3 separate regions of the Hordeum vulgare genome follow, and all the other regions are linked to region 1. The links are chromatin contacts, called in public Hi-C maps. All regions are on one chromosome and are shown on one strand. The core of a region is the stretch at or near the end of the contact, and the rest is flanking DNA. Distances in the headings are between cores, read along the strand shown. Region 1 has its middle 44 kb from the start of LOC123411478. Region 2 has its middle 18 kb from the start of LOC123413071. Region 3 holds the start of LOC123407116 (microtubule-associated protein 70-3).

Evidence for each region. A called contact is a pair of places that touch in the nucleus more often than the background predicts.
Region 2: a contact with region 1 is called in a Hi-C map of leaf, with 8 times the contacts expected there. The contact joins two enhancer-like sites. A contact is called at or near these places in 3 of 6 Hi-C or Micro-C datasets (leaf and seedling).
Region 3: a contact with region 1 is called in a Hi-C map of leaf, with 3 times the contacts expected there. The contact joins the promoter of LOC123407116 here to the enhancer-like site in region 1. A contact is called at or near these places in 2 of 6 Hi-C or Micro-C datasets (leaf and seedling).

The regions. Positions count from the first base shown.
Region 1 is chr7H:108,248,586-108,251,285 of MorexV3_pseudomolecules_assembly, reverse strand. No RefSeq gene overlaps it. Among protein-coding and RNA genes, the nearest start is that of LOC123411478, 44 kb to the left of the region's middle. Within about 2 kb of position 1,410, at least 3 of the 3 cell types and tissues checked have open chromatin away from gene starts, as enhancers often do. A contact at or near this core is called in leaf and seedling, where this site is marked.
Region 2 is chr7H:108,780,436-108,783,201 of MorexV3_pseudomolecules_assembly, reverse strand. No RefSeq gene overlaps it. Among protein-coding and RNA genes, the nearest start is that of LOC123413071, 18 kb to the left of the region's middle. Within about 2 kb of position 1,396, at least 1 of the 3 cell types and tissues checked has open chromatin away from gene starts, as enhancers often do. A contact at or near this core is called in leaf, where this site is marked.
Region 3 is chr7H:107,679,283-107,681,982 of MorexV3_pseudomolecules_assembly, reverse strand. It overlaps LOC123407116 (microtubule-associated protein 70-3), which reads left to right and starts at 1,408. Exons shown (of 11, transcript XM_045100171.1): 1 at 1,408-1,585; 2 at 1,664-1,749. The coding sequence starts at 1,423.

The sequences.
Region 1 (2,700 bases), core at 161-2,660:
CCGTAGCAGACCTTGGTCTTTTCTTTCTTCGATGGTGAGGCGCAAAGTACACATCTTGGTCTTTTGGCTGGCCCATAAGAGATATTATACATAGTGGTATCCACCCGAAATCATTAATTAGGGACTACTCATTTCAAAGATCATTCCCACATTTCAGGTTGTGACAAGTGGTGCGTTGCATACGTACCACTTGTCGCAACCTGGGAGTTTTTCTTTTTTTGTAGGTGCGTAATTTAAAACTTCTTATCTTCTAAACCGTGCGTCCACATTTCGAATCATTTTCTTCGTTGCATTTCTCACATCGAGATGATTAAAACTAGATCTCATGTTGATAGGTTTTGGCGAACTTTTTTTCATAATATGGACCAATAAAGCCTTACCTCTCGCGATAGAAAAAAATAGAAAACACATTTTTTTCCGTGTTTTTCTCCTTTTCGAGAGGCACGGCCATGCCGCTCACGAAGGCAAAAATGTGTCTCTCACGAAAGCAAAAATTTGCCTCTTATAAAAAAAAATCACGTTTTTCCTTTACGAAAGGCACGGGTATGCTAAAAAAGATCGATGAAAAACCGAAGCACAAAAAAAATCAGAAAAAACTACTCTAAAAGGCCGAAAATGCGTGCAAAAAATACAAAAACAAAACCTAAAGAAAGCGTTCAGAATGCAACACGCGGTGACGGTTAAGAACACACAGGATGGGGTCAGGGGGAGAGGAGAGTCTGTGTCGGACGCCTTTGTGCGTCAAGAAGCACTCGCTTCACACAAGGTCCATCCAACAAGTCCCATTTGCAATTTAAATAATCAAAACATCTGCTGGAAATCTGTAGCGGGACACACTGTACCAGTCCGTTACTGTAGCACCAGTATTTTGTACATATGAATATATAAATTGCAGAAAATCCGAATACACATTGAACATTTTTTTAATGTATGTTGAACAATTTTTGAATATGCATTGAACATTTTGGAAGGTACATTGAATAATTTTTTAGTACACGTTAAATATTTGTGTAATGTACATCGAACAATTTTTAAAAAAGACATTTTGTATAATATACGCTAAAAAATTAAAATACACATTGAACATTTGTAGTATTCATTGAACAAATTCTTAATATACGATGAACATTTTGTACTGTATGGTGATCCTTTTTGTCATATATATGAACATTTTCTTAGTATACCATAACCATTTATAATAGAAAATAAAATTCTGCATAATACATGGAAATATAAGAAAAGAAAGGAAATGGGGAAAATATGAAACAGGAAAAGGAAAAATAAAGAAAAAAAACATAAAAGAGAAAGAAGCATGGAAGCCGACTGTGGGCCGGCCTGAACACAGTCGTCGGGTGGCAACCCTTCAACGGAGCCTCACCTGTATGACGTCCGCGGGCGGCATATAGGATTTGGAAGCTTCCAGACGACGCTTACTGCAACAAATAGTCGGCCTCACGCATAAGGGCGTCCACCTACTGGACTGGCTCACACTCCCTTCGTCTTAAAATTCTTATCTTAAATTTGTCTAGAAATGAATGTATCAAAAAATTTACGTTGCGAGTTTCGAACTCGTGACGCCAGGTACTGCAAGCCACTACACCTTATAGCTTATAGCGATAGATGATAGCGTAAACCTGTTTTAATTATAACATGATATTTACTCTAGCCGTCTATTTAGTGTAGTGTACATATTATTTAATTATTTTCAACTGATTTAGAACCATATATTTTTTGTAAAATGTGAAACAAACTTGAGATTTTAAAATATTTTTTGAATTACAGGAATGGAATTCATTATTCCGTCAGATTTTGAAATTTTCTAAATATTGTTCGTAAAAGAACAGAATTTTTGATACATAGGAACACGTTTTGAAATTTTGAACCAAAAAATTGAAGACACGGACATTTTCTAAATTTGTAAATATTTTTTAAAACTCGTACATCTCCCTTAAATTGTGAACAAAATAAAGAGATTTTTTTTAAATTCCAGGATACTTTTTGAAACTGAAACAATTTTAAGAAAAAAATGATGACATTTTGAGAATGCGAAAAATTAAACATGAACAATTTCACAGCATCTTTTCAAATTATGAAGAAATTTCAACTTCCCGAACATTTTTCAAAATGTGAACCGTTTACAAATATTTAAAGAAAACTCAAAAATGGAACATCTTTTGAAATTATAAACAAATAATTTAATATCCAAACATTTGTTCGGAATTCCAGAACATTTTTAAAAAGGTGAACAATTTTTCAAGTTCTAGAACATGCACATTTTTTGAATTGGTTAACAAAATTTGAAAACAGGGACAACGTTTTAGATTCAGAACAAAATTTCAGACAGAGAACATTTCGAAAACCCTTTTTTTAGATGTAAACATTTTATATATAGGTGAACAAAAAATTGGAACCGAAACTTTTTTCAACACCTTCGAACATAATTTGAATTGGATAACAAAATTAGAAATTGTTATCACTGAAGATCAAAAGAAACTAAGTGCGATGAACTGTTCGATCAGTGGACAGTCGTTTTTGTGTTGCCTGAACTGCAACTTTTCTGTCTGTCTATTTCATCACCTTATTCAGAGTACAAAAGCAGGAGCTGAACTCCATGATCCTTAAATCTCGTGCCATCCCACGAGTGGGTCGTGTGTCCGCTGGAATCGGTCCTGGTTTGTTAGGCAAAGACCAGGACAACTA
Region 2 (2,766 bases), core at 147-2,646, 530 kb before region 1:
TTTGTGTATTCTTAACATGCACAATATAGTGCGCCCGTGAAGTTCGAACCAACGACCACCTCATCCGTATGGATTGGAGCAACCAACCCGCCAAGAAACAATATAGTGCGCCCGTGAAGTTCGAACCAACGACCTCCTCATCCATATGGATTGGAGCAACCAACCCGCCAAGAAGCCAGTATATTGTTAATTGCAACCCTTCCTTTACTTTATCTGTTCCCTTCCGTTCTCCTTCTTTCATTTTTTTAGTTTTCTTTTTCCTTTTCTATTTTTTCTTTTTCTCTTCCTGGGTTAATGAATTATCTTGCAAATACATGGCCCTTTTCTTCAAATCTATGAACCTTTTGAAATACAATGATTTTTTTATCAATTTGGCGAATTTTAAAAAAAATTGTGTACGTTTTCTAAAATCTATTAACTTTTTCTCTTTTTCCTCAAGAATTGTTTTTGAATTGATGACTTTTTTGAAATCCGCTGAAGTTTTTTCAAAATCGACGATTTTTTTTGGATTCGATGAACTTTTGTCAAATTCGATGAATTTATTCCAATTATGATGAACTTTTCTCAAATTCAGATAACCTTTTCAAAATTCGATGAAGTTACTTGAAATTCAATGAATTTTTTTTCAAATTCGATGAACTTTTATCCAACTCGACGAACTTTTTTTCAAAATCATTTTTTTCAAGTTTGATTTTTTTTTTCAACTCAAATGAACTTTTTAAAATTAGATGATTTATTTTCAAGTTCGATGAACTTTTTTCAAAATCAATGACTTCTTTGTCAATTCTTATGAACTTTTTTCAAAATCCATGAACTTTTTTTTCAAATCTAATGAACCTTTTTTTAATTTTGATGAAGTTTTTTCAGATTGGATGCTTTTTTAAAATTTGTGAAAATTTTCAAATCAGATGAACCATTTTTCAATTGCATGAACTTTTTTTGAAATTTGGTGAACTTTTTGCTAATTCAGTGGACTTTTTTAGCTGCGTTGAACTATTTTCAAATTGGTTGAACTTTTTTCCAAATTCGACGAACATTTTTCATATTTGATGAACTTTTTTCCAATTTTTGAATTTATTTCGAAATTTAATTAAAAATATCAATTTTGTGATGTTTCTCAAATTTGAAATTTTTTCAATGTGTACTAATCTATTCAATTTTTCAATTTTTTTAAATTCGTGGTTTTACAAAGTTTATTGAATTTCTTTCAAAGTTTGTTTTTTTCATATAAATTATATAAGGTATATAAAATGTATATTTTAATTATGTACAACGAGAAGGCAAGTAGTTTTGTTTCGTCGTAATGATCGTCAGAGGCAGCTCGGTCTAGTGGTTAGTGGTTAGTGCCACTTGCGGCTGTTGATGGCGAGATAAGTTCGAGTCCCCTTTCTCCCACTGATCGGATTCTTCTAGCGTTCGAATGAATGAGAATCGGCCGGTTGTAGAAGCAGCCCAGCTATGAGCGCTACAGACGTCAGTTATCCTAAGCGACGCTTAATGCACCGATTAAGAGCTCACGTCTTTGCCCTCAGCTGAAGTCGCATTCGCGCTAATTATGTTAAGCATGCTCTATTTAAGGCGAAAAGGGCTGGTTTTCATGGTCTTTCAATGATTTTTTCTGTTTCTTTTGTTTTCTTTTTTCTTTTTCTTCAATATTTTCCCCCTTTTATTTTATTTTTCTTATTTAATTTTTTCCTTTCCATTTTCTTTAATTCTTTTACATTCATTTTTCTTTATTTTTATTTGGCTATTATATTCTCTTTTGCATTATTCTATTTTTTGATTGATATTTTTCTTTCTTCTCTATCTTTTTTCTTTACTTTTTTATTCTACATTTATTTGTTTATTTGTTTTTTCTTTGTCTGTTTTTGTTTTTATTCTATATTTTTGTATATGTCAAAAACAGTTTTTAATAAGTGATCAAAATGTTTTTATTCCCGTTCATCATTGTACGATTGCGTATTTAATATTTTTGCAATACTTTTTCAACATTTGTAAATACAGTTCTAATGTTTTTCAAATATCGCTTTATAATTTTTCAGCATTTATTCAGACGTTTTTGAATACTTGTTAAATATTTTGAATACTTATTCAACATTTTAAAATACTTGTACCATATTTTTTAAATAATTTGCTAACGTTTTTCATACTTATTTACGATGTTCAAATATTTGTCATACTTATTTACGATGTTCAAATAACATTTTTCATACTTTGTCAAATACTTTTTCAACATTTTTCATACTTATTTATGATGTTCAAACATTTGTTTAAAAAGATATAAATATTATTCAGAATTTTCTAATATTTATTCAACATTTTTCATATACTTGTCCAACATTTTTTCAATGCGTTTTTAAAGTGTCTTTTTTATCTCTATATATATTAGAATATTGTAAAGTATATAAAAATATATAAAAATAGAGCATAAACCAGGAAAGAAAACAGGTGGAAAAAGCAGGCCATGGCCCCTGTGCAGTTGGGCCGGCCCATCTTTGCAACCGCCGACACTAGGGTTCCCCTACTTAGTAGAATAAAAAGCACACACAGTCCGACTCATTGGTTTACAAGACCAAGCAAATTTGTTCCCTCACTTAATTCGGAATAGTTTGATTGGATAATTAATGTCGGCATGACTTCCACTGGTTTTCTTATTCTTGTTTTCTTCTCGAACATTTTTTGCACACTTTGTTTTTCATTTTTCTTTTGTTTTTCTTTTGTATCTTTTTTGATCTTTTTTTATTTTACGATTTTCATGAATATAAT
Region 3 (2,700 bases), core at 159-2,658, 570 kb after region 1:
TGATATATGATTTTTTATGGCAATTACAAACAAGCCAACAACAGTTCAAACTTTTTTGAACAAACTTGACCTTATATTTGCCATAAAAAAGTTGTATCCATATAAAAAAGTTGTCAACATAAAAAATACTCTCTCCGATCCTAGGTAAAAATCTTTTTAGAAGTTTCGCTCAATTCCAGCTTCCCCACACTTTGCTTCGTATGTAGATAAAAATACTCCTTTCAATCCTAGATAAAAATCCATATAAAAAAGTTACCCTCATTTCGCTTCGTATGTAGTTCCTTTATGAAATCTTTAAAAATACTTATATTTAGAAACGGAGGGAGTAATTCCAATGCAAACTTTTTTTTATTGTAAGGCCAATACTTTTTTTTCGAAATCTTTACCTAATAATAAAGAGGCTATAACTTTCGTCGGAAAACCCACCGAGGTGATTTTACAAAAAAGCCCTTACTGTTTATGACATTAAACTCGTAGTATATATTAAATATTTTTTTAAATACTCATATCTTTTAAACCGTAACTCCAAATTTAACATATTATACATGGAATTTGATTATAAAAATATGTAGAATTTAGATATGATATTATTTTATCTGTTAAACATTTAATAAAAATACTATCTAGGGTGCAATCTTAATAAATAAGTTTCGTCTTTCTTTCATACCGGTACTCATCCGGGTTAGGGATGAACACGTCAACAAAATCAGGATTAGAGATGAAACCGAAGGTCACTTACTGATTCTTTGTACGCATTAAATCTACATGCAAGCCGTGTTAAAATAGAAGACTCGTGAAATTTTGAACTGCATTTTTGTAGGATAAGACCATCTTTATTTGTATCGTAACTATAAATTCTTAAATTATAGACATTTTTTATAAATTAAGAGCGTGTGCCGTATGGTATTTCTTTCTCCCGTTGCAACCCTTGACCCTTTTGCTAGTAAGTAATAACTTGTTTAAAGTGTTGATTCTGTTCTTTTTGGTGAGAGCATTGCAAACGATCCTTCCCTCTCTATAAATAGCACCGTGACCACCCTAATCTACCTCCATCAAAACAGAAAACAAGCCACTAATCGCTCTCAAAACCCCACACGCTTACACTAAAGATAATCCAAAAAGCCCCTCCCCTCCCCTCCCCTGCCCGAGTTTTTTTAAACGCGCCACTTAAGAGCAAGACAACCGCAACTACTAAAAGCGAGACACACACAGCACAGCACACGCACAGTGACGCGCAGGGGAAGAGGAGGAGCAAGCGCCGGAGCTCGCTCAGCTAGCTAGGGTTTCCCCCGATCCGGCGCGCGACAGGGAGCCCGCCGCCTGACGCGGGGGAGGCTCGCCGCCTGACGCGGCGGGGGCGAGGGCTCCCTCCGACCGGCGGACCCTGCATGCCGGGGCGGCCCGCCGGGGCTCAGATCTGAGATGGCCGACGGCGGCGAGGAGGGGAATGCGGCGGTGCCCAGGGGCTTCTCGCGGCGCAGGGGCGCGGTGCGGGCCAGCCTCGACGCCGACGAGCTCATGGCGCTCATGCACGGCTCGGATCCCGTCCGGGTCGAGCTCACCCGCCTCGAGAACGAGCTCAGGGGTGAGCCGCTGATCTGCTCCCGCTGTTTTTCAATGCGCCGGGGAAGGCTCTGACTGTTTTGCTGCTTTGTGCTGCTAGACAAGGAGCGGGAGCTCGGGGAGGCGCACACGGAGATACGCGCGCTGCGGCTGTCCGAGAGGGCGCGAGAGAAGGCCGTTGAGGAGGTAAATTGCCGATTGCTCTTGAGGTTTTGTGCTGCGGAGACGTGGCGTCTGCTATTTTGGGCTCGAATTGATGTTAGGGCTTGCGGGGAAGTGCCAAATTTGGTTAGGTTAGTTGTTCGAATTGGCATTTCGGCATGCCGATTTCATCGCTCTAGCCTCTTGTTGAGGTGTTGAGGTACCTTGTACCGTCATTGCGTTATGGTCCATTTCGTTCCACTGTATGCTAGATTATCAAACCAAAATCTTAGTTTGGCAACGATGAGTTTAGGTGTTCAACATCAAGGAAGTCGTTCTGCTAAGTGGGCACTTATGCTGTCAACTGTCGTATTGGAGGTGTTTCTGCTTCTAGTTTCTACAGCTATCTTTAATTTTGTTCTTAGCAATGGAGTATAGCTACTTGTTTTTCATGCTTCAATTTTTTTTTAGCTGTCCTGTTCCTAGTATTTTTCGAGGCTGTAATTGTGGTATTTCAGTGCTCAACTCTACCAAATTTTCACTACCACATTCTTATGCAATGCCAGAAGCACCTGTAGTAGAAAGGTAAAGATGTTCGTACTTTAGTGATCTAAACACTCTTATATTTCTTTACGGAGGGAGTATTTATTTAGAATGAGCACTTTAGTATGCTAGTTTCATGGCTGTTGCTGTGTGTGCTGAGGTTATACTTTGTGCTGTCATTGAATTCTGGTCCATTTCAATCTACTGCATGCTAGGTTATCAAACTAAATGTTTAGATTTGCAAGGACTGAATGGGTTTAGATGCTCAACAGCAATGAGAACATTCTGCTAACCGGGGACTTATTCTGCCAAACTGTTGTATAGGAGGTGTCTGGCTTTACTTTTCTTGTAACACAGGGGCTCTTGTTGTTGCCAACTCTTAGCATTGCCATGATTGGGTTACTATATGCTTATAGCTTACTTTCACCCTCTGTTATTCTTTGATCGATTTCT